4 separate regions of the Gossypium hirsutum genome follow, and regions 1, 2 and 4 are each linked to region 3. Evidence: chromatin contacts called from public Hi-C data. All regions are on one chromosome and are shown on one strand. Each heading gives the region's core, a stretch centred on a gene start, on an enhancer-like site or on the middle of the called end of the contact. The rest is flanking DNA. Distances are from core to core; before and after follow the strand shown. Region 1 holds the start of LOC107955685 (putative receptor-like protein kinase At5g39000). Region 2 holds the start of LOC107952415. Region 3 overlaps LOC107955690 (a long non-coding RNA gene). Region 4 has its middle 13 kb from the start of LOC107951886.

What was found. Hi-C and Micro-C count contacts between places; a contact is called where the count stands out from the background.
Region 1: a contact with region 3 is called in a Hi-C map of leaf, with 2.2 times the contacts expected there. The contact joins the promoter of LOC107955685 here to the enhancer-like site in region 3. A contact is called at or near these places in 6 of 34 Hi-C or Micro-C datasets (hypocotyl and leaf).
Region 2: a contact with region 3 is called in a Hi-C map of leaf, with 2.6 times the contacts expected there. The contact joins the promoter of LOC107952415 here to the enhancer-like site in region 3. A contact is called at or near these places in 6 of 34 Hi-C or Micro-C datasets (callus, hypocotyl and leaf).
Region 4: a Hi-C map of leaf shows a contact between it and region 3, with 5 times the contacts expected there. The contact joins two enhancer-like sites. A contact is called at or near these places in 3 of 34 Hi-C or Micro-C datasets (all in leaf).

Annotation. Positions count from the first base shown.
Region 1 is chrA07:83,505,667-83,511,904 of Gossypium_hirsutum_v2.1, forward strand. LOC107955685 (putative receptor-like protein kinase At5g39000) reads left to right here and starts at 4,282. Exons shown (of 2, transcript XM_016891489.2): 1 at 4,282-6,024. The coding sequence starts at 4,619. The coding sequence ends at 5,884. It overlaps LOC107956404 (receptor-like protein kinase FERONIA), which reads left to right. Exons shown (of 1, transcript XM_041116938.1): 1 at 1-215.
Region 2 is chrA07:83,416,049-83,422,230 of Gossypium_hirsutum_v2.1, forward strand. It overlaps LOC107952415, which reads right to left and starts at 3,662. Exons shown (of 2, transcript XM_016887671.2): 1 at 3,260-3,662; 2 at 1,014-1,885. The coding sequence starts at 3,662. The coding sequence ends at 1,014. LOC107952414 reads right to left here and starts at 256. Exons shown (of 1, transcript XM_016887670.1): 1 at 1-256. The coding sequence starts at 256.
Region 3 is chrA07:83,789,244-83,795,303 of Gossypium_hirsutum_v2.1, forward strand. It overlaps LOC107955690 (a long non-coding RNA gene), which reads left to right. Exons shown (of 3, transcript XR_001700070.2): 3 at 1-452. Among protein-coding and RNA genes, the nearest start is that of LOC107955690, 4.0 kb to the left of the region's middle. Within about 2 kb of position 3,803, at least 1 of the 9 cell types and tissues checked has an H3K27ac peak or open chromatin away from gene starts, as enhancers often do. A contact at or near this core is called in leaf, where this site is marked.
Region 4 is chrA07:83,327,436-83,332,942 of Gossypium_hirsutum_v2.1, forward strand. No RefSeq gene overlaps it. Among protein-coding and RNA genes, the nearest start is that of LOC107951886, 13 kb to the right of the region's middle. Within about 2 kb of position 3,921, at least 1 of the 9 cell types and tissues checked has an H3K27ac peak or open chromatin away from gene starts, as enhancers often do. A contact at or near this core is called in leaf, where this site is marked.

The DNA of each region.
Region 1 (6,238 bases), core at 3,032-5,531, 280 kb before region 3:
TTATTTTCTACCGTGATTTATTTGCCTCTATGAAAATAGCTCTTTAAGAGGCAGGTCTTCACGACTTTGAGAAATATTTGCATCATTTTGGAATATGTTGACTGTATTTCCCATTTTCATTACGGTATTAACATCATTCATTGAATGTATTTTTACTATTGAAAATATAAAAAATTTCGCTATTATTTTTATTGACATAATTAAAGTATTTTATGTTGGCATTTTATTATTTATAAAGATAATTTATGATTTTAAACACTTCAAAATTACAAACACTCAATCCAGTTGCCATAGTATTTTTGTTTGGATTGTAATATGCAAAAGAAGAACATTAAGACAACTTTTTGAAGTTCAAGTTTCGTAAACTTGATTCAGTCTTTGAATGAAATAGGACAAAATAAGTAAGAAATGTAATTCATCTTCACATTTCTATTTGATATATCGTCACTTGTGGTTTCAAATATAAGTGGTTCTACCAATAACGCAGACGGAATATAGTGTTCGTTGAGGTGCAATCTGTTAACTCCTTAATTTTGCATAAAATTAATCACTCTCTTTTGAAATAGTCTCATTTCTTTGCAGTTGTGTACGGTAGTGAGTTTATCGACGCGTGAGGTATTGGCCCTATGCTCGCGTCGAAATCCCTATCCATCTTCTCCACTGTTGGTGACACATTGATGGGAGAAAGCTTCATTAATGCTTGGAAATTTTAGGCAAAGTTTGCATGGTGAACATCATTTGCTTCTTCTGTAGATTTTCTGAAGCTTGTATGAATAGTATTTGGTAAAGTATGTATAGTAACCTTGATCTGAAGCTTGTATGAACAGCTCAAATATGAAAATGATAACTATACGTAAATGATAGAATTTGAAAAGGATGGACATGAAAAGAATTGACTTTTTGCAAATGAGTAAGGTATAGTGATATGATACAATATGACTTGGTTATGCATATGAAATGGTTAATGATTTTGTGTTATGTTGATAATTATTTTATTGGAGTTGTAATGAATTTGTATATCGTGTTACTTTAAGAAAATATTGAAAGTATAAAAAATCTCACTATTATTTTTATTGACATGATTAAAATATTTTATGTATCTATTTTATTGTTTATAAAGATAATTTATGATATTAAACACTTAAAAATTACAAACACTCAATCCAGTTGCTATAGTTTTTTTGCTTGGATTGTAAAATGCAGAAGAAAAACATTAAGACAACTTGTTTTTGAAGTTCCAGTTTCATAAACTTAATTCGTCTTTGAATGATATGAGACAAAACAGATAAAAAAACTTAATTCATCTTTTGTTGCAATTTTGCCATTGTCATGCATCATCATTGTATTTAAAAATTCCAATTTTCTAATTAAATTTATTATTATCATAACTTAATATTTAAAATTAATATCATTATCTATTAAAAAATTCAAGATTGCTTTTAATTTTTTAAAAATGTAAATTGGCTTTTTGAGAGGGAAATAAAAAATCATAAAAATTAAATAAAAACCCACATATGTGCACTTTTCATAGTTTTATTACATGTACTTGTCATGTTAAGTAAATATATAATATGATATAAAATAAAATAAAAAAAAATTACTTAAATAATATGGATGAAAATCATTTATGAAAATACTGTACTTTGAATAATATTTAATAAGCCTGATATAATTTGAATAATCATTTCAAATAATTAAAAAAATATCATAAGTTAAAAATTTTGAAGTAGAGGAAAAAAGTGACGGTCTCTTGTCATTATTTTTAAGAATAATTTAATTACATAAAAAAATTCACATCTCTCCAAATCCCCATTTGAAATGGAATTAGGCTAAAAATAAATTTTAAAAAAAATTCTCAAATCGCCGATTTGGTGTCAGATTATTAGACTTGTAAAAATATATTAATATTATTGTACATTATTTTGGTAATTTTTTTTATTTTGTATTATTTTAATAAATTTTTTTAAGACATAATTATTGAGTTTACACTTTTTTAATCATGACTTAAATAATTTTCATGTTTAATGATTTTAAATATAGGTAAAATAATTGTTGGAAAATTTGAAATTTAATTCATGTATTTTTAATTTAAAAAATTTAATTTTTTTAATTTTTAAAATTTTAAATTAAAATATAATTGTTAATGAAAAAGTAATATGTTGTTCAAACACATTGTTCCGATATATGTTTGAACACGCTTTTGAATAAGACAATTTAGCAAAGCGAACAAGCAATTGGGGGAAGGAATGAAGTAGACATACAAATTTTGTTAACGCAATTTGGAAAATAATCCAATTTTGCAAAGCTTTGCTTAGTAAATGATTTATTCAAGAATCGATTTAGTAATTTTATTGATTAAAGTCCAATCTACTCTTACATAAGAAGTAATTGTAACCCTAATAGATAACCTTGATTCATTACAAGCACTCACCAAAATAACCTCACTTGCAATCAATATTAACTCTAAAAAAATGCTTATAAATCGAGTGCAAAATACAAGCAAAAGATACTAGCAAATACATAAGGAATGATGCACAAGTGTAACAACTCCAAAGTCAGTGATGTTGCAAGAGTCTATTCTAGTATTATATTAAATTTTGGTCTAGAAATTTTATTGAATTAATAGTTAATTAAGATATAAATACTAAATTGTAAAAATGATAAAAATTAATTGATATGGTTTTTAATGTCTTAAGGACTTATATAATAATTAAATAAGGTTTAAATTAACATATAGACCATTTTAAGTTCACAGCGATGTCACATCCTGAAATTAGGCCTAAAAATTTCAAGGGTAATTTAAGGATTTTGGCTTAAAATGAGTTTGGAAATTTTGAACTATGATAGACTGAAAATATATTAGACTATGGACTTTTGAAAATTAAATCAATTTATGAAAATACTGTAGAAAAGACTTCCAATTTAAAAAAGAGGACTGTTTTTGAAAAAAAAATTAACTTAAGAGTAGTTTTAAAGTAAATATACCAATTTTTAAGAGTAATTTTAATCACACTATTATTTCAAATGAAAATTTAAATACAACTAATCCTTAATACTTTTTTTAAGCAATTTAATTGTTACTCTTGAGAAATTATTAGGTAAACTTTACTATCAAGTAGGATACGGTCCCTCCTAATAACTTTATGCCATATAAGCCCTTTTTTTCACGTTAACTTTTTTAGTGTCACCCAAATCCATCCTGTTCCTTTCTACCTTCTATTCTTTTTCCCTTCCTCCATTAACTGGACTGATCACAAATGGAAAATTTTTCCTATAGGTTGATGACATTACACATTTCCAAATTAACGTTGAATAGGTTCTACTAAATTTTAATTCCATCTAATTTTTCAATCACCTTCTTCTTGTTAACTATATTTGAATAACATACAAATCCCAACTTTAAAGCATTTCTCAAATTTTTTAGGGTTTAGGGTCTGGTAGAGGACATATCCTAAAATAAAAATTAAATTCTTTTTATAAAATTTTAAATTAATAAAGGTAAAATTATACTTTAGCTCTCAAAAATGATAAAAAATTTTGAATTAATTCTTTAAAAATTATAAAGATATAAATTATTAAAATAATAAAATTACATTTTTACTATAATAAAAATATACAATTTAATTTCAAACTCCTAATTTTTTTTCTAAATTTTGCCCTGATATTAACCAATCTCTACAACAAAATAACTGTAACACACACAAAATAAGTACTTTATATAAAATTTTTTACTAAAAGTACCTTAATATTTAAAATACCTCTGCCATAGATGATGAAATTTCAAAAAAAAAAACCATGAACATAGACTTACCATAAAAAGGTAGTTTTAATTTTTTTTCAAACATTCATTAATCTGTATTTTTCTTTGTTAATAAGAAGTCCAAAAATCATATAATTTAAATAAATATATATAATCAGAAAAGTAACAAAACCAAATCAAAACTGAAAAGATGAGTGTAAGTTAAAACTTACCACTTATCTCCATTATCTTTACACAAATATATCTTGAAAGAGGAGAAAAACAAAATGTATTTCTTGGTTTTTCAATTAAAAAAAGAAATGGGTGTATTTATTCATATTTTCTAAAATATAAAATTAAATAAATAGGTCCGAAGATTAATAAATATCATGTAGAGATATAATAAAACATTAAAAAATATTAAAAAAAAACACATCAGTAGATTTTAAAACTCATATAAACTATTATTTCTTTATTTAATATGTAAATATATGAAGATGAAGTCGTATATACTAAAAAGGTAACGGGCTTAGCCCGGGACTTCAATGGACCCGCCCCAGGAGAAGCAGCAAGGAAAGTAAGTACACTGCTTGAACTTGATAAGATTATGACCCATTCAATGTTCCAACAAAGGGCCAGTTTGTTTCATTGATTTCATTTTCGGTAAAATGTTTTTATCTTTTTTCCAATGTTTGCAGAAGGCTAGCTGTTTTTCTGTAAAATGACTTGTCGAACTTGAAATCGGTAAGACATTTTACCCAATTCTTAACTCCTACCTTTCTTTCTCTCGTTTAATAATGCTCTCTTCCTCGTTCTTCTTCCTTCTTCAATTTTCTTTGAGAAATAAAAAACTCTCCGACTCCGAAGTTAGGCTTTGGAATGAGATTTATAATGAGAATTCCTTCACTTTCCAGCTTTTGTTTCTGTCCAGTATCTGAAAGCAAATTAAAGAAGAAGCCGAGCAAGGGAAAAGCTAAATCATCGCTTCCCCAACATCTGTGCCGTCGATTTTCACTCGACGAGATCAGATTTGCCACCAATAGCTTTGACTCCCAGTTGGTTCTTGGTAAAGGTGGCAGCGCAGTAGTATACAAAGGGTTTTTCGATGACGGGGCTTCGGTTTTCGCTGTCAAATACTTGCAGCTCGGATCCTCACGACATACAATACTTGAAGACTTTCGAAATGAGGTGCAGCTACTTTGCCAGCTGCGCCACCAACATATCGCTTCTCTGATTGGATTCTGCGATGAGGAAGACAAGATGATCACAGTGTACAATTATATGAGCCAGGGGACGCTCTTCGATCATCTCCATGGAACTGGTCATCACGATCCCCTCCCATGGAAGCAAAGGTTAGAGATTTGCATTGGGGTTGCTTGTGGATTACATTATCTTCATGCTGGAGCAAAGCGTGCAGTCATCCACCGTGACATCAAGACCAAAAACATTCTTTTAGATGACCAAATGGTTTCCAAGATTGCGGATTTCACCTTGTCTAAGATAGGCCCTTTTAGTTTATCAAACGCTCCCATCAGAATAGAGTTACCCCCTCTGGATGAAATTGAATTGCAAACAAGTCGAACGAGGCTGTTTGGTACTTTGGGTTATGTGGCTCCTGAGCTTTTCATGGATACTACTCTTGTGACAGAGAAATCAGACGTTTACTCATTTGGGGTTGTTTTGCTTGAAGTACTTTGCGGTAGAAAAGTATTAATGTTTGATGCAGGGGACCATAATCATCGTCATATAATTTCATGGGTCAATGAACACCTAAAGAATGGAACTATTTACCAAATGACGGATCCATATTTGGAAGGGAAAATAGCCCCGGGTTGCTTACAGAAATTCCTGGACATCGCATTAAGTTGCGTCCATGTTGGGGAACATAAACGACCTGCTCTTGGTGAAGTGGAGGTGACATTAGAGCTTGCTTTGAAGCTCCAAAACAAAGCAGACTCCGAAGTGAAGCGCCTCAATCCTCATGGAGAAGCTATGTATGAAGAAGTAGTTTTCCCTGCATCTGCCTTCAGTTTCTCTGATTATCAGGCTGATGTACTCTGGCCCCATGGAAGTTCTCGTGTCGAGGATACATTCAGCTGGAAATCTGAGGATATGTTGTCAGACATTGAAGAGCTGTGCAGATGACAGTGAAGATATGCAATCTGGGATGAATGTTTGGAGGGGTCAAACTAATTACGTATGGTTAAGCAGTTGAGGTGTTTCTTAACTTTCTTGACTACTGTCCATTGAAGATTTGACGCTTCACAAAGGGAAAGCTTCGTTAGGTAAGCAATAGAGACAGCAATTTGAATTTATTTTATTTGGATTTTTTTACTGGAATAATATTAAAAAAACACGAAAATAGGTTGTTGTTAAGATTAGGTACTAAAATGGTATATTTGGAAATGTGAAGGGTGTTGCATAGGCGGTACCACCCTCATTTTTTTGACACTTTACAGTAAAAGGAAATTATTTTAGTAGTGGAGGGTGTCAAATAGG
Region 2 (6,182 bases), core at 2,412-4,911, 370 kb before region 3:
TGAACGAAGTAACTATCTCGGAGTGCATGACTGCCTTCGATTCGAGGATCTCCCCCTCCTCGTTCAGTACAAGCAAACCCGTAGTCGATCTGGACGATAGTCGGTCGAAGGTTGCGTCAAAATAAACTGTGATCTTTCCCCTTCTACATATCTGTTGAGTATTTTCAGCTGGTTGAAGAGTAAATCTTGTCTCCTCTATTGCATCCAGTTCTACCATATAGTTCCGAGTTTGTCTTGCTATTTCGATTCCTGTCATATGTCTTCTTTCATATAATAACTTATTTTTGCTGAACCAGATTAACCAAAGACCATAACAAAAGAGCCAGATCTGCTCATCTGTTCCTTTATCATAGACCCAGGTAAGCCATTGCCATATATTCAGATTATTATGGCTGAAAACCTATGCTAGTCTTAACTGATTCCAAACTTCAATTGTAAATGGACATTGTTGAAAAATATGAGTGGTCCTTATCTCCTTGGCGACATCTAGGACATTGGGCATCCACCACAACCCTCTTGAGCCTAAGGTTGACAAGAGACGGAATGAAGTTCCAAGATATTCTCCAAACTGTAATTTGAATTTTTGAGGGGATGTATAATTTCCACAGTTTTCTGTAGAAATTTTTAATTTCGGTCTGTAAAATAATAGTATTAGGATCCAAGCAAATTTCATGTAATAGTTTGTAGGCACTCCTAACGGAGAACTCCCCTGTCAACTCCCCTTTCCATACTTGAAAATCTTCGTGTGCTGTCTTCGCTAGCGGGATCTTCAGAGTTTTTTCCGCTACATCCATTTGGAAGGTATTCCTTATGACCTTTGTTTTCCAGCTTCTAGTGATGGCTTCGATTAAATTTGAAACTAACTTAATATTATCATTGTTGTCTTGGTTTGATATTCTATCTGATTCATTTCCTGATATCAATAAATCATCCCAAACAGATATTTGATCCCCTCTCTCAACCCTCTAGCATAATCCTTTCTCCAGAAGCCCTCTCGTAGCCCAAACACTTTTCTAGGTAAGCGAAGGTAAATTTCCTAATCGAGCTTTGTAGAAATTCGAATTGGGATAATATTTTGCCTTTAAAACGTAGGCTAATAATGAATTTGGGGATTTGATAAGACGCCACCCTGGTTTTGCTAAAAGCTCAACATTAAACTTCGCAAGATTTCGAAACCCAAGGCCACCATCTTCTTTTAATAAGCATAAATCTTTCCAAGCGCACCAATGAATACCTTTCCTATTGTGCTTCTTTTGCCACCGGTATTTAGCTATTATGCCCTCCAATTCAGCACATAGAGTTTTAGGAAGTTGAAAACAAGCCATCGTATAAGTTGGGATAGATTGGAGTATAGCTTTAATAAAAACTTCCTTTCCTTCTTGGGAGAGATATCTTATACTCCAATTGTCAATTCGTTGTTTAAATCTATCCTTCAAATTTTGAAATGATGACCTCTTTTTCCTTTCCACCATATTAGGGAGCCCTAGATATCTTTTTGGATCCGTTGACCTTCTTACTCTAAGTATGTTCGAAACTGCAACCCTTTCCCTTTCTTGTGTATTTGAACTGAAGAATACAATAGATTTATCATAATTAACACATTGACCTGAGCTCCTCTCATACTCATTCAAAACTTGTTTTAGTAACTGTGCCCCCCTTTCAGTAGCTTCGGCAAATAAGATACAGTCATCTGTAAAGAGTAAATGAGAGATGGTTGGCCCACTTTGACTAACTTTAACTCCTTTTATAATGTTTCTTGTTCTCGCCAGCTGCATTAGACTCGAAAGCCCTTCCCCACAAAGTAAAAACAAAAACATACTTAAAGGGTCCCCTTGTCTAAGACCTCTAGATGGAAGAAAATTTTCTCCTACATTTTCGTTGAAAACTACAGAATATGATACTATAGACACACAATTCATTAACGAACTAACCCATCTTGGGTCAAATCCCATTTTCGTCATTACTCATTCACAAAGCTCCATTCAACCTTATCATATGCCTTACTCATATCCAGTTTCACAGCCATAAACCTTTTTTTTCCTGGCCTTTTGTGCTTTAAAGTGTGCAGAACTTCATAAGCTATTTTTTCCTGGCCTTTTGTGCTTTAAAGTGTGCAGAACTTCATAAGCTAGTAATACGTTATCGAAAATCAGTCTTCCTAGAACAAAAGCACTTTGTGCTGAATCAATGCATTTATGAATCACTGTCCGAAGTCGATTAGCAATGACCTTAGCTATCAATTTATAAATCACATTGCATAAGCTAATTGGCCTAAATTGAGTAATACTGAAAGGGTTTAAAATTTTTGGGCTTAGCACAATATTTGTTTTGTTGATTGAATGTAATTCCATACTTTCATTTAATCTTTGAAGGCAAAAAGTGGATACATCCTCCCCAATGATCGGCCAACATTTTTTTATAGAATAAGGCTGGAAAACTATCCTCTCCAGGTGCTTTTGTAGGACCTATTTCTAGTAGAGCTTCTCTTATTTCCTCCTTGGTGTATCTTGTCTTTAATTTCTCATTATCTTCATAAAAAATGCATCTGTTAATTCCGGACAAGATTTTAGAGAAGTTATCTTGTCTTCCTACTGAAAATAATTTTAGAAAATACGATCTAGCAATTTCCTCCATCTCTTTAACCTCCTCTGTCTCTCTACCGTCTTCAAACTGCATCTTGTGAATAAAATTACACTTTTTTCTTTGGGTCGCCTGCTTATGAAAAAAAGCTGTATTTTTGTCTCCAAGTTTCAACCAATTTATTTAGGCCCTCTGCTCCTAATAGCATTCATCCTTTTCAATCTCAAAATTCAAATTAATCTTTGTATCAATAAGCTCTGCCAAATTTTCATCACTTCTATCGGATTCAAGTAACATTGCTAACTTTGATGTTAGGACCTCTGTTTTTATTTTTTTACACCGTCGAATCTGGTTTGCCCAACTCGTTAAATCTCTTTTGATATCATCCATCTTGCTCAAAATATCACCTCCGGCATTTTCCTAAATATGTCTAACTTCCTCAAAAAATGTTTCCTCCAAAACCCACCAGGCCTCAAACTTAAAGTTTTTTTGAATCAGCCTTCCAACTTTGTGCTTGTACTAATAAGAAGTGGACGATGGTCCGAGAATGAATAGGGGAGATGTTTAATTTGAGAATTTGGGAATAAAAAAATCTATTCTTCCGTAGCTACACCCCTATCCAACCTCTCTTGAATGTTCGTTTCTGGGAGGTTCCCTCTTTCCTAAGTAAACCAATTACCTAAATAACCCACATCCACCAAGCTACAATCTTCTAACGTCTTTCGAAAAGCTTCCATTCTTCTCTCATCTCTAGGGAGACCTCTTTTCTTCTCAAAGCCATATAAGATCTCATTAAAGTCCTTACAAACCAGCCATGGATACTCTTCGTTATTACTTAATCGTCTTAACAAATTCCATGAATCATCTCTATCATGTGTGTAAGGAGAACCATAGAAACCTGTAAATCTCCACTTCTTCTGATCACCTACATCCTCAATAATCACATCAATATGTCGATTAGAGAAACTTTGGAGCATTATATTAGCATCCCCTTGCCATGCTAAACTTAGTCCCCCTCTAGAACCAACCGAATCAACATCAATACCAAAATGAAACCTGCAACTCGGCTGAACTTTTTCCATCTGATACTTATTAATTTTTGTCTCCATAAAGAAGATCACTTAGGGATAATGTAACTTCAGCGTATCCCGAAGTCTTCGAACTATCCGTGGATTCCCCAAACCACGGACGTTCCAACTTAAGATTTTCATTACGATCAGTCGGCTTGCCTCTTGGCAGCTGCCGATAATAAATGAGTAACTTCAGGCATTCTCCTATTTCTTCTTCCCATGGTACTGCTTTCTTCAATGTCCCCTCTAGGCCTCTTTTTCCCCTCCTCGCCTATAATCACCTCATTCTCCAGATCATAATCCATTGCTGTTTTAATTTGACCACCCAATGTTTCGTCATTCTCTAGGCTTGAGTGAACCTTTTTTCCTTCCAGATTGAATCCTAAGATAGGGTCAATGTTTGTATCACAGCCAAAACTTCTAACATCTCCTTATCTACTGTTTCCTCTGGGATCTGCATTAAGACTGCTCACAACTCCTCCTTCCTCCCTTAACCAAACACTACTCATTGTTTGGGCTCTTTTTGTCTGTGCACGTAAAGTCAGATCCCAACCCATGTTAGCAATTTCTGCCCCTAGCTCCATCTTGGTTGCACAAAAAGAATCACTATGACCTAGACGGCCACAATAGAAACAAAAAAGGGCCAGTCTTTCATACTTGAATCTGACATAAAAACACTTGCCACTAAACATGATTTGTTTTTTCCTTTTTAGAGGGCGACGAATATCAATTTGAACCCGTATCTACATAAAATTTCTATTCTTTTTCTCGAAACTTGAGCCATCGTACTCCAGAAGATTTCTTATAAAATTTCCCAACTGTGTAACCAAATTTTCAGAATAGTAACCCACGGGAATGTCATGAACTTGTACCCAGAAGGGAGTTAAGGTTAAAGGGACTTTTAATGGATCCTCTTCCCTTTGCAACTTATGCAAAATTAAAAGATGATTATTAAACATCCAAGGGGATCCTTTTAAAACCTTTTCCATATCCATGATGTGATAAAATTGAAATAAATACCTTTTTTCACCCAGATCTCTAATTTGAACACCCTTAACAGGATTCCATAAATTAGCTATAGTGTTTTTCATTGTTGGAAAGTGAACAATACTGGCTGTAAGAAAACATCCAACCAGATTAAGAACTCCTCCTTCACTAACTGAATCTGGATCGACTTGTATCTGCAGAACTGCTTCTTCTTCTTCATCAAGTGTTAAATCGGCGAATTCTGATTCCATGGATGTAGTCAGAAAAACAAGAGGCGTTGAAAATTGATTTTTAAACTTAATAAGATTATGGAGATGGTAGCCGCCCAACAAAGGAGACTCAAAACACAAAAACCTAAAGGCTTGCTAGAGAGAGCAGACAGAGACGTGCTAGAGTAGCAGACTTGAAAATCCTAATTAAATAAAATTAATTTGCAAATAAATATGTTGATTAAAATATTTAAAAATAAATTAAGAATGTTATAATTAATAATATCATATTTTGTTTTTTTATATAATCTTATGTATCTTTATCCATTTTATAGTTTGAGTTTAGTCTTATTTGGGCTGGAATAATATTCAAATAAAACATTTTCAACAATGCCGACTCCAAAATTCGATTTGGATCTAAATTATAATTTTTTCTAATTAATATTATAATAAATTTTAGATTTAGTTAGTTATATTTAGAATTTATTAGTTAGTCCTAAAGTATTTTTCTAATTAATATTAGAGGAAATTATAGATTTTGTCACTTATATGTGCTTTAAAGTATGTTTTGGTCATTAAACTTTAAAAAGTTAGTTCTTAACGTTATCCAAAATTACAATATTGTTATTAATTTATTATATTTTGATCACTAAACCATTAATTACCAATGGGGTGTAACAACAAAATAACATTACGCATTATATTATAATCTTAAACAAAAATTTTAAGTCAAATTACATAACTAATTCTTATGCTTTTTCTTTTTAAGCAATTTAATTCTTGCCCTTTTATTTTCTTTTTCTTTTTGTTTTGCGTAGCTAAAAATGATTTAATGAATTGATGTTGATGAAAAACTACAATTAGAGAAATTATTAGATAGATCTTTCCTAACAAGTAATAACAATCCCTCCCAATAATTTTATGCTATATAAATCTCTTTCCACATTAGCTTTTTTTATTCTCACCCAAATTCATCATGTTTCTTTCTAACTTTTATTCTTTCCCCTTCCTTCATTAACTGGACTCATCACAGATGGAGTTTTTTCCCTATAGGTTGATCATATTACACTTTTTCTAGTAAAATTGAATTCCATCTAATTTTTTAACCACCTTCTTCACATCAACTATATTTGAATAACATACAAATCTCAACTTTAAAGCCCCTCTCAATCTTTTTTAGGGTTTGGCTAATACACTTTGGAGTTGAACTTTTTTTTATAGTTATGGTTGGAACGTGGGTTTAGGGGTTCAATTGTATGACTGTTTTCTTGTGGTATTTTTAAGGAGTGATGTAGTTTTTCCCTTATTCTAAGGTATTGATTTTGAATTTGTGTTC
Region 3 (6,060 bases), core at 2,553-5,052:
GGGGTCCGGGTTATGCATGTGAATGTTTGACAAAATGACAGTAAGGAAATTTGGGTTTCTTTGAATGAGGGGAAAAATGGTGATTTACTGACTGTGTGGGGGTAAAGATTACATTGATGTTGGACTATCCTTTTTTTCGCTGTTTGCTGGTTTAGTGAAGTATGCCAGTGAAGTTTGCACTTATTTTGTAGTATCTAATACAAAAAGAGCTCTGCATTTATTTTGTTATTTGAGTAGCCAAAATTTGAAAAAAAAATTATTGTTACTTTACACAAATATTTCAAATAGTTTGCCAAGCACATATATAGAAGAAGCAATTAACTTCTTCATTTTGTTTCATTGATATGATTCCAACCTTAAGCATATGATTTCTAGATACAAATGTTATGGACCAATTTTTCCTTGTGCTGTACAATAAATATGATTAATAGCTTTAAACTAACATTTTATCATGTGAGATATTCCTTTGCTATTACAATAAATTAGAAGAGGTTTGAATATTCTCCAATTTTAGATTTGCAGTTGGAGGACTGTGAATTTCATGAAAATTTATTGATGAGTTGGGGGATTTTACATTTTAAAAAATTCATATTGTTGTGTGGCAGGTAAATTGCACGCTCTTTTTCAGATTTTGAAATGTCAAACCCAGCTTTTAGTCATTTGGGGTTGCTTAAAATCCTAGGTCTGGTCAAGATTAAGTTCATTACTTGGATACTATATTGAGTTAAAAAGATGACAATCACCAATCATATTTTTTCATCACATTCAAATCATTTTAATTCTGATTAATTTGTTCTTCTACCATGATTTACTGTCAAAATATTTGACCAATTAAATATTTCTTATTCAACCATTTAAAATGTTTCAAATTTTAATAATAATTACAAATTTCATAAGAATTTTTTATAAATAAAATTATAGTTACAAAATAACTCAAAGGTAAAAAATAACTAAAATTTAGTGAAATAATCAAAGTTTTTGTTATAACTGGTTTTTCAATTCTCATCGGTTGAACTTTTCATTTATAATTCAGCTGATTAATCTAGTTCAATAACATGCGTGCTCCGGCAAATTTCATTTAGAAATTTAATAATAAATTAAGATTTAATGCATATATATATATATGAAAATGAAATTAAAATAATTAAAATAGAAATGATAAATTAGTTAGTTGTTACACTTGAAATGTTCCAAATTTAAATTTTAGAAATGAGAGAAAAGGTATTTATATAAATTTTAAAATATTTTAAATTGATATAAATTTTGATTAATTAAAAACATTCTTTAATATTTTAATATTTAACATAGGAGAAAGATTTTAAGTATTTTCTTTATTCAGTTTATGGTTGCATTGCTTTTTTTCTATTTTTCTACCATTGTGAGATTTACTTTTATTTAGAGTAAAACTTAATTAAGTTTTGGGAGAATTATGGAGCCCATATTTGTAAGCCCAACTGAAATACTTGTAAAGGGGAATGAAGAATATATGTATCTTATCATTTATTTATTATATTTTTTATTGAAACAATGAATTAGATCCCTATAAAAGAAATATTCGATAGGCTCATTTGAATTGCCTCTCCATTTTAAGCTCTCCTTGATTGAATTTGTAAGTACGTCGTATTACTTACATGTTTTAATTTAATACAACATTTTTTTTTGAGATAAATCCATGTTTGATTTGAATTAAGGCATAATCTCTTACATATCTCATTGTGCAAGCGAGCACAATTGAGCAAATTGCTCAACTTAAAGCGGAGGCAGCATCGAGAGAAGCAAAGGCTCAAAGAAAATATGATGAACTCCAGCTATAAGTTCAAAATATGATAAAAATGTTTCAATAATCGCAGAATCTGGCATCTTACACTTTTGTTTTCTTATTGTGAGAATATCTTAACAATATAACTTTTGAATATAATATATTTTATTTCATTTATTAATTTAGATCATATACATATTTCTTCCGTGATTGTATCATTTAGATTTGAAGTTTTTGGTTGGATTTGATATTACAGGATACTATGTTGAAAAGTCAAGTTCTATCTGAATTAAAATGGTTTGGTAAAATCTACTAAAGTTCTTTAGCAGTGCTTTTACTAAAAACGCCGCTAAAGAACATGACCTATAACAGTGCTTTTTCCACAAATGCCTTTAAAGAACATGTTCTTTAGCGGCGTTTTATGAGAAGTGCCGTAAAGGTCATGTTCTATAGCGATATTTTCCCACATAAATACTGTAAAATTTAGCGGCGTTATATATAGCGATGTTTTTTTGCGGCGCTTATCAAAACGCCATAAATTGTTTTAGAGGCATTTATAAGCAAGATCAAAAAAGTGCCGCTAAAAACCTGTTTTGCTAGTGATTTTACCAATTAAAGTCACTTTTTTAACTAACTAATATTTATATACAACTTTGGGAAAATGTCTAATCCCCGACTTGCATGTTGCATGTTGCTGTACTCCTAAACTTGTTGGCAATAAATAAACCTTTCTTGAATATTTTTCTATTTCAGGTAATCCTCATGTTTTGTGATATTAGTAAAAAAATAAGCAACTTCTTGCAATAAATTTTTTATACAATATTGAGGGTGAGGGATAGAAGTAATAGATTTCGAACTTATGTCAAATAGATGCAATCAAACTTATACTTGTATTTTGCATTATCAATCAAGTGATAGATAAGTATGCATTATCAATCAAGTGATAGATAAGTATTAAGAGGGCCTTAAATTTTTTTGTTAGCAAACAATGTATTGTTTTATTATTGATGTATTAAAATTTGTGTTAAATTATAATACTTATACTAAACAGCGAAGTTAGAAATTTTTTGGAGGGCCATGATTGAATTACAATTTTTTTGAGATTTAAAATACAAATTTACTATTATATTAACTTATTATTTTACATTTTTTAAAAGGATTAAATCAAATTTTATAATTTTGAGGGGACAAAATGTATTTTTATCATAAATCGACATATAAAATTACATAATTTAAAGGAACCGAACACAAATTACCATTTTAGGGGAGACTAGGCCCCTATTGTCACCCCTACTTCTACCAAATATGACATAACAAATGTATTACAATATTAATATTCTTGCAAAATGAGGCATAAAAATCAATTTTTACATATAAGGATAAATTTCAAAATTATATATAAACTTTGATCCAAAGTGAAATTTGTTAATGAATTTTGATTTTGTGTAATCATATACATGAAGCTTTGATTGTGGACATAAAACTTTGATTTTGATTCAAATATATACATTTAAAAATTAAACAGATCAATTTATTTTCGTATTAGATAAATATAATTATTTGTGCATGTAATATGTAAATGTAAAATCGATCTATATTGATAATGGATGAGAAAATTAATGTTTGTTAACTTTGCTAATATGGTAATCCACGTGAATGTCACGTTAACAATTAATTGATTTTTATATTTTTAATAACTTTTAAATTTAAAAAAAATATATTTTTAAAATTTTTAAATTTTAAAAATTAAATCATTGCTAACACAGTATTCACATTACAATTCACATGAATTTCATGTCAACAAAGTTAACAAGCATTAACTTCTCTATCTATGTTAAGATAATTTAATAAATAATACAAATTTAAAAACTAAAAATAAAAAATTAAATAAAATTTGAAATATTTTTTATTTTAAATTAGAAGATGAAATAAATCATTATTCCCAAGAAACCGATTATACGTCCTCGATTTTTCTGCATAGTCCAAGCCATTCTTTGAAGAACCATGTGCATAGAAAAAGTATAAATACAAAGCATGGGTCACTTATGCATGTGAGTGGTCGAATCCATGCTAGGATATAAAGGTGAATAGAAGTGAAAGGGACGTACCTGGTGTAGGTTCGGCAGTGATTTTTGAAGATAGAAATTCTTGATTTGGACGATTAATTTGCATAGGAGTATGGTAAAAGGAACACCAAATTCTTGACTCAAATAATTATAGAAAAAACTATAAAGTTTTAAGCATCTTCGTTTATTTTTGGCTGCTATCGTAGACTTAATATATAAATTGAATAAATTATACATTTTTGACGACTTGATACTTAAAAAGAAAAAATTACAACCAAATACTTAAATTGTATTATAGATTACCTTAATTGATTATTGCCTGTACCAAAAGCTATTGTGGTATACATGATTGATCAATAACAACTAGTCATGTGTTATATCAAGCACTTTGCTAAATACATAAATACCATTGGTTTGATCCACGACAACCAGTCTTATTTTGATCATTGACCTTGTAATGTGTTATTAATGGATAAGTTATTTTAGATGCACTGTAACAGCCTAATTTTCAGTGGTATCGGGAATAGAGATTTGAGATCACCAAATCCGATGGGTGAGTTAAAAATTTAATAAATTAATACCTATGAGTTAAATGTGAATATAAAAGCATTTTTGAATTAGTGAATTTGGTGATTTAAAAGAATTAATTAGGTAAATTGGGTCGAGAATGAGGTATCGAGACCTCAACTTCATAAATCAAGCCATAAATATTTTTAGAAATATTTTTGGAGTGTTGGTGAGGTAGTATTAAAATTTAGTCAGAAAATTTTTACGTTTGGGTGGTTAATTAAATAAAAAGGACTAAATTGAAAAGGGTGTAAAAGTTACTAGAAGAATTAAATAGCTCAATTGTCAAATGAGGAATTTTGGGCGGCAATAGCTGAGAAAAATCAGGAAATGGATGAAATAAGGGCAAAATTGGAAAATTGTCAAAATTGGCTAAATAAAAATGGGACTAAATTGGAATATCTAGAATTCTCTTCATTTCTCTTCATATTCATCAGCTGAAAAACAACCATGGAGGAGGGTTCAAGCTGGTTTTCATACTCTAGCTTCATGTAAGTTTAATTCTTGCTTTCTCCTTGAAATTTTTATGTTTTTGTGATTTTTACAACTAGGTCCACTTGTTGAATTCATTAGTTTTTGATTCTATGAAAGAAATTGAAAGTTGTTATGAATATGTGCTAGAAGTATATGATGATTTGCCATGGAATTAGAGCTTTAAATTATTTATATGCTGATTTTATTGAAAGAATTGAATAGAAAGTGAATGTTTGGGACCTAATTGTAAAAGAGTTTGAAGTTAAAGTTTCATATGGAAATTATGAATTTAAATAGTTATGAAATAACTTATAATGTCTAGAAAAAGTGTTAATTGAGAAAATTATCTTAATTGAGGGGTTAATTGAGCAAGGACTGAATTGTATGAATTGTGAAATTTGGGGCAAAATGGAAATAAACATTTTGCACTAAAACTGTTTTAGACAGCAGCAGTAGTCTAACTTTGAAAAATCACTAAAAATTATAGAAATCGAGTTAGAGGATGAATAAAATATGAAATTAAAGCTTATTGAGTCTAGTTTCTTATAAAAGAAATTATGTAAGCAATGGAATTGTAAATCATCAGATACAATAACTTTTGTAAGACAAGGTCAGAATGATTTCGAGTTCCCCTGTTCTGACTTTGGAAAATCATAAAAAATTGGATAAAAATAATTAGGGGCTTAAATTTATATTTTTAGAATCCTGAATGAGTTTATTTCAAGAAAAACAAACTAGGACATCATTCAAATCCTGTACAAGAAGATAATTAGTTTTTAGTGAAGAAGAGTCGGAACTGTCAGACAGCAGAACAGGGGAGACTTCAATGAATAAACTGTATTAATTGGCCCAACCAAAAATTATGAAATTTTTATGGTAAGAAGGTATATGAGTCTAGTTTCAGCTAAAATTAGAGGATCTTAATTTGGAGTTCTGTAGCTCAAGATAAAAATAATTTAGTGATTATGACACAGATGGATAGCTTGAATATTCACATAAGTAGATAATGAAAATTATGGATAATGTTACTTACAAGTGTGTTGTTTATACTAAGGATGTGGATGGAGAGGAGGAGGAGGAAAAATATACATATATATGAATGACTCGTGTATAAATTGATCACATGCCCGGTTATAATCGATGAGTGTTGGATTAGAAATGATATAATGTTTTATTTGGAATATTTATTATGAA
Region 4 (5,507 bases), core at 2,671-5,170, 460 kb before region 3:
GTTTTTCGTATCAAACTCCTCCCATTCCTCTCACAATTGACAACTACCTGACAGTTTAAGTCACCCCATTTCACACGTTAGTTTCTTTTTCTTTCTACAAGAAACAAATATATATATATATGAATAATGCTTTATCATTTATGTTTTTCTTTTTTTCCCAAATTCCCTTTGTGTTTGCATATAAATGCTTGTTTTTCTTGACTGTCATCCTTTTAGATTCTATTCCCCATTTTCTTCTCTTTTTTTTTTCTCTTTCATTGCAGCTTTTCAAAGCATGGAATTTGATGAATCTTGTGTTGACTTAATATATAATCCAATTATTAACCTCAGAATATCTGTACCTTATTATTATCTCCCGAGAACTTTGAGCTGGAAACTTCACCTTGAAAATCTCTATCACTATTTTTAGCTTAAAAGAGTGCTGTTTTTTTTTTTTTCTCCTTAAAGAAAATAGGTCTTGGATAAGAATTTTCATATAACTATTTAGGCTAAACAAAAGATTCTCCAAAACTGTCTAACACTCAGAACAGCACTGTATAAATATATAGATGTTATCAGATTATCCTTTTTAAAGCATTATCTACATAAATCTCCATGTCCAAACTCTGATATCTTTTTCAATACTTTAGGGTATAGCTTTTGGTACCTGGTAGTCTGGAAGGCTAGCTTAAGCTCTACTTAATTAAATAATGCTTAATCAAAATGATTACTGTTATACTGTCAACAAATCAAAATCTCAGCTAATCCCATAATAGCCAATCTACAAGGCAAATCATGATCATACAACATAATTATTAATGAAATCGATCCACCAATTATAACATGAATGAACCCCATTATTTCTGGCAGGAAACATCGTCGAAACATGCTAGCTAGCTAGCTGCTTATAAAATCAAAAGGGTTGTTAGCTAGGTTATAATGAGCATGCAGATCTAAGATCGATTGATGATTTTCGTATAAAATTAAATCAGATTTTGTATCATAGCTCTTAGCTAATTTCCTGTATATATTTTTTGTTATTGCCAAGATTGCAAGCATGTGTTGGGGTACCCTTCTAAACCAACCAACCTCACATGGTTTTACACAAAGATTGCTAAAAATTGACAATTGACCACTGAAATATTCAATCACCAGAGTCTAATGGCTAGCTAAACCTAATTGTTTAGATTGAATAATTTGCAAATGATCTGTTCCTTTATTTCATGATCATAAAGTTGGAAAGTATTAATGTGTTGTCAATATCAGTCTATACAATGAGTAAAATTATATAAAATATAATTACCTCATCTGAAATTTTGGAACTAAGTATTTGTAAAGTAATTTGATTATAGGCTAAACCATCGATGTTAATGTATCATAATTTTGTTTCGTATTTTATGACAATTAAGAAGTTAGATTAAATTCATAATTAGACATTTGATAATACATTTTAAAGTTAGTGTTAAATACGAAAACTTGTTTATCATAATAGATTATGTATATGTCAGATAATGATTATAGTATATGTGTATAGCTTAATAAAAGTGTGATATCTTAAGTCAAATATATTCATGATTACAATCACTAATCGAGCTAGATATATTAAATCACATATCTCCCTTGCAGTGCATGAATTAAACCTGCATTTTCAATGAAATAAGTTGATCGGAACCCTCACGTTAACTCAAGAATAGATTAATATATATGTATATATTGGATAAAGTATCAGCAAAAATTTGAAGTGTATTATTGAAATGGACAAAGGAAAGATGTATGGTTTGTTGGCCTACTAGTTTTGGCCAATATGTCGGGCCATCGGGGGAAGCTAGATGCTCATTGCCACCATGCTTGCAAAGAGTTGAAGGTGTATAATTATCAACTCATTTCTTCTTTCCTTATTTTAAACCACTTTTTAATCACTACCCTAGCTAATCTTTGTAGCCCATTTTTCATACAATGCAACATGGGATAGCCCCATATTGTGCCCCAAAGCAAGTAGTTATCCAAACCCCAAAAGAATTTTATTTTTTTTAAAATGAATTCAATAATCAATTATATCAATCAAAATGAAACTATATATAGTACTTCATTGTAAAGTCAATGATTTTTTAACCTAATATTTAATTTACAGATTTAAAATCTGAGCTTTAGTATCTACAATATCTTTGTATATTCTTTTTTATACTGGTAAACAAAATGAATTACTTTTGTTATATATAAAAAATGAGCAAGGAAATTGAGAGTTTGGGGTAGAGAATGAAACTGCATTTGATTGGATCCCATAATTAAATGAATTTAGTTCATGGCATTCCTACATTAATTTATTCCATTGAAATTGGAGAGCATAATTGTCTAGATTACTTTTTAGGTCATGACAACAAAGTTTTGTATCTTATTGGATATAATAGTATATATTCATAATCCTAAACATTGTTTTTAAATAGAGGCGAATCTCAAGGGCGACAGGCCGCGCTTTGGCCGTCAAATATGATTTTTTTTTAATTTAGTCCTTTTATAAATAAATGAATTATAAATTAATATATAATATTTTTTTACTCTGGCCCTTTAAAAATGATAAAATTATAAATTAATACATAATAAATTTATATTTTAATTTATAAAAGTTATAATTAAATTTCTACCCTTGCTTTATTTATAGATTCACCCTTATTTTCAAATATATTCAGCTAATTATGAATCATGAAAAGACATATCATCACCTTAATATTTGCTACTAATTACTTTGTCTTTTTAATTATAAAAATTTTGATTGTCTTTTTGTGTGTGTTATTGCACATGGGAGCTGGTTAACCCCATGTGTGTTTTGGTACCATTTTAATGGTAATGAATTATAATTATGGATGCACTAAAGTGCTAAACCTAAGTAGGGATAATTAAAGAAAAAAGAAAAGGAATATTGATATAACTTTTTGGATGGGGACGAATGAAATAGTTCATTTTCTTCTGGATTTATCAAAACGAATAAAAAAGCCAAGAATCTGAATATAGTTATATTGTGGGCATGCATAATTGCATATAATTAGATTCAATCTCATATTATAGCGTATAAAAAATCAATAGGTATGATACTACCACTTCACCTATAACACCTTTTTTGGTTAAGGATTTTGAGCCCTTGGTAATTATTTTGATAATTAAAGGATTTGGTTTTTTTTCTTTTAACAATTTTATTATAGATTCTAATCGTATATGTTCTTTATACAATGTCTAAAACTATCCATAGTCCCTCCCAACCCATAAATAGGAGGATAATGCGCTTTAGCCAAAGGCGAATCTAGGGGCGGCTAAAATAGAATTTTTTTCCATTTTGACCCCTTAAAATTTTTAAAATTTTAAATTGGTAAAGGTAACATTACACTTTAGCCTCCCTTAAAAATGATAAAATTTTGATTTAATCCTTTAAAAATTATATTTTTACTATCGTAAAAATTACAATTTAATTCCCTCCTAAAAGAAATTTTTGGCTTCGCCTTTGGCTTTAGCGTACTCAAACTTATGTCCTCCTATACTGGCAACAATGCACATACCAATTGAATTAAGGGCCAATTTAACATTATTTCTCATAAGCACTTTTGGACCAAAAAGCACTTTTGAGCAAAAACTAAATTTTTCTACTTCTGTTTTTGGTTAAAAAAGTGCTTTTGCAAATTTTCTTTTTTTTGTCCAAGAAACACTTTTGAAAAGTTCAAAAGTATCTTATTTAACAATAATTTTATCTCAAAAATATTTTTTATTCTAAAAGTATTTCTGAAAAACAATACTAAACTGATCTTAAAACTCAATCCACACAACAATTAATACTTTATCTTTGTAAAAGGGATATAAAAGAATAAAAGTTGGAAGGGAATACAGCCCAATGGACCGAAATCATGTATGAAGGATCAATCTTCTTTAGAGGCCTTCAATCTGTCCATCAAAGGTTTTATTTTAATGGGCCTTCTTAATCTTCACCAACAAAATTCATGTGTTTTTGGTTTATGGTTAAACTACACAAGTAAGAAAAAGATTATGAATCTTATTAACATTTTAATTCTTCAAACTAAAAAAAAAAAACTCAAATAAGTTTCAAGTCATTTCCATCGTTGTTAGTGCAACAATTAGGAATATGTGAATTTGAGCATACTTAAACACGTATTCTTTTTATTTTTAAAAATCAAGAGGTTTATGGGTAATTATATTTTTGCAAGAATCGGTTTAAGGTAATTATATTATTGTTAAGCCATGTTTCATATATATATAGTATCAATGGTTAGTATTTGGTATGCTGATAATATAATTTTTTGTTAATTTCGCAAGTAGTCTTAAAATTTTATCTTATGTCTCCTTTTTAAAAATATTTATTGTTTTTAATATTATAATACACTCTTTATAAGACACTTATAAACCCTTTAACCCTGCATATGAAGTTTAAAAACTGCACTATCTGCCCTTGTATCAATTATATTATTGTATAATTATATGATTTTTTAAAAACAAACATATTAAAAAAATTATGATATGCCCCAAATTAAATTTTAATAATTAAACTAAAAATTGTTTGAATTTAAAGGAATAATTTAAGGAAAATATTTTCATTTAATAGGTTGAAGTCAATAAATTTTTAATTATGATAAAATATATTAATTTATGGAAATAACGAATAATTTTCATCGAAACAAATTAGTGTGTAGTACATCTTTTTTAGTTTCTAAAATTTTAACCCAGTTTTTCTACCTTGATACACAAAATTTTAGTTAAGGTAAAATTTTAATAGCTTCCAATAATTAAAATAAACCAATCATAGAAATATTGATAATAATATTTAAAGTAAGTCATACAAAGAGGTGTTCATAGGCCAGATCAGGTTAAATTCGGACAAGACTTAACTATGATATTAATATATTTTATGTTTGCCTAAGTCTGACTTAGCCCGAAATATGGGTTTAAAATTTTGTCCAGACATACTCATATATGCAAAAGACTAACTCAATCTCTTTTTAAAAACATATATTTTTCAGGTCTTGACAAAAAAGTTTAAATCACAACAAATTCCTTTTAATTTTTTGAAATTTGATTTCATACTTCTAAATCACTTTAAGTTGTTTGTTTATCAATTTAATCGATTCAGCCCGATCCTTCCTATTCATAGACAAATTAAGTCTAAATTGCTTGCCTAACATATATTGACACTCGATCTAAAGTTATCAGTTTTACCCCTTTCTCAAGTCTCTTTATTTTCATCATCAATCTCATAATTTTCTTATTTGATCCGACATTAAATTTCTTAATCGTTTGAATATACGCACCCAACCATAACACTTAGTTCACAATTTTGAGATCATGTAGCTCTTAAGCAAACTTGTGAAACACCATGGACATTGTTGAAGTCAAATTGAAAATATCGTATTCAATATGTTGAAATTTTATTCCATAAATAATTTAAAGTATTTTATTCAAAAATTCATATGCTACAACTATGAATTTGATAAATGGCAATGATTTGATCGTGACGACTTTTCAATGTTGAC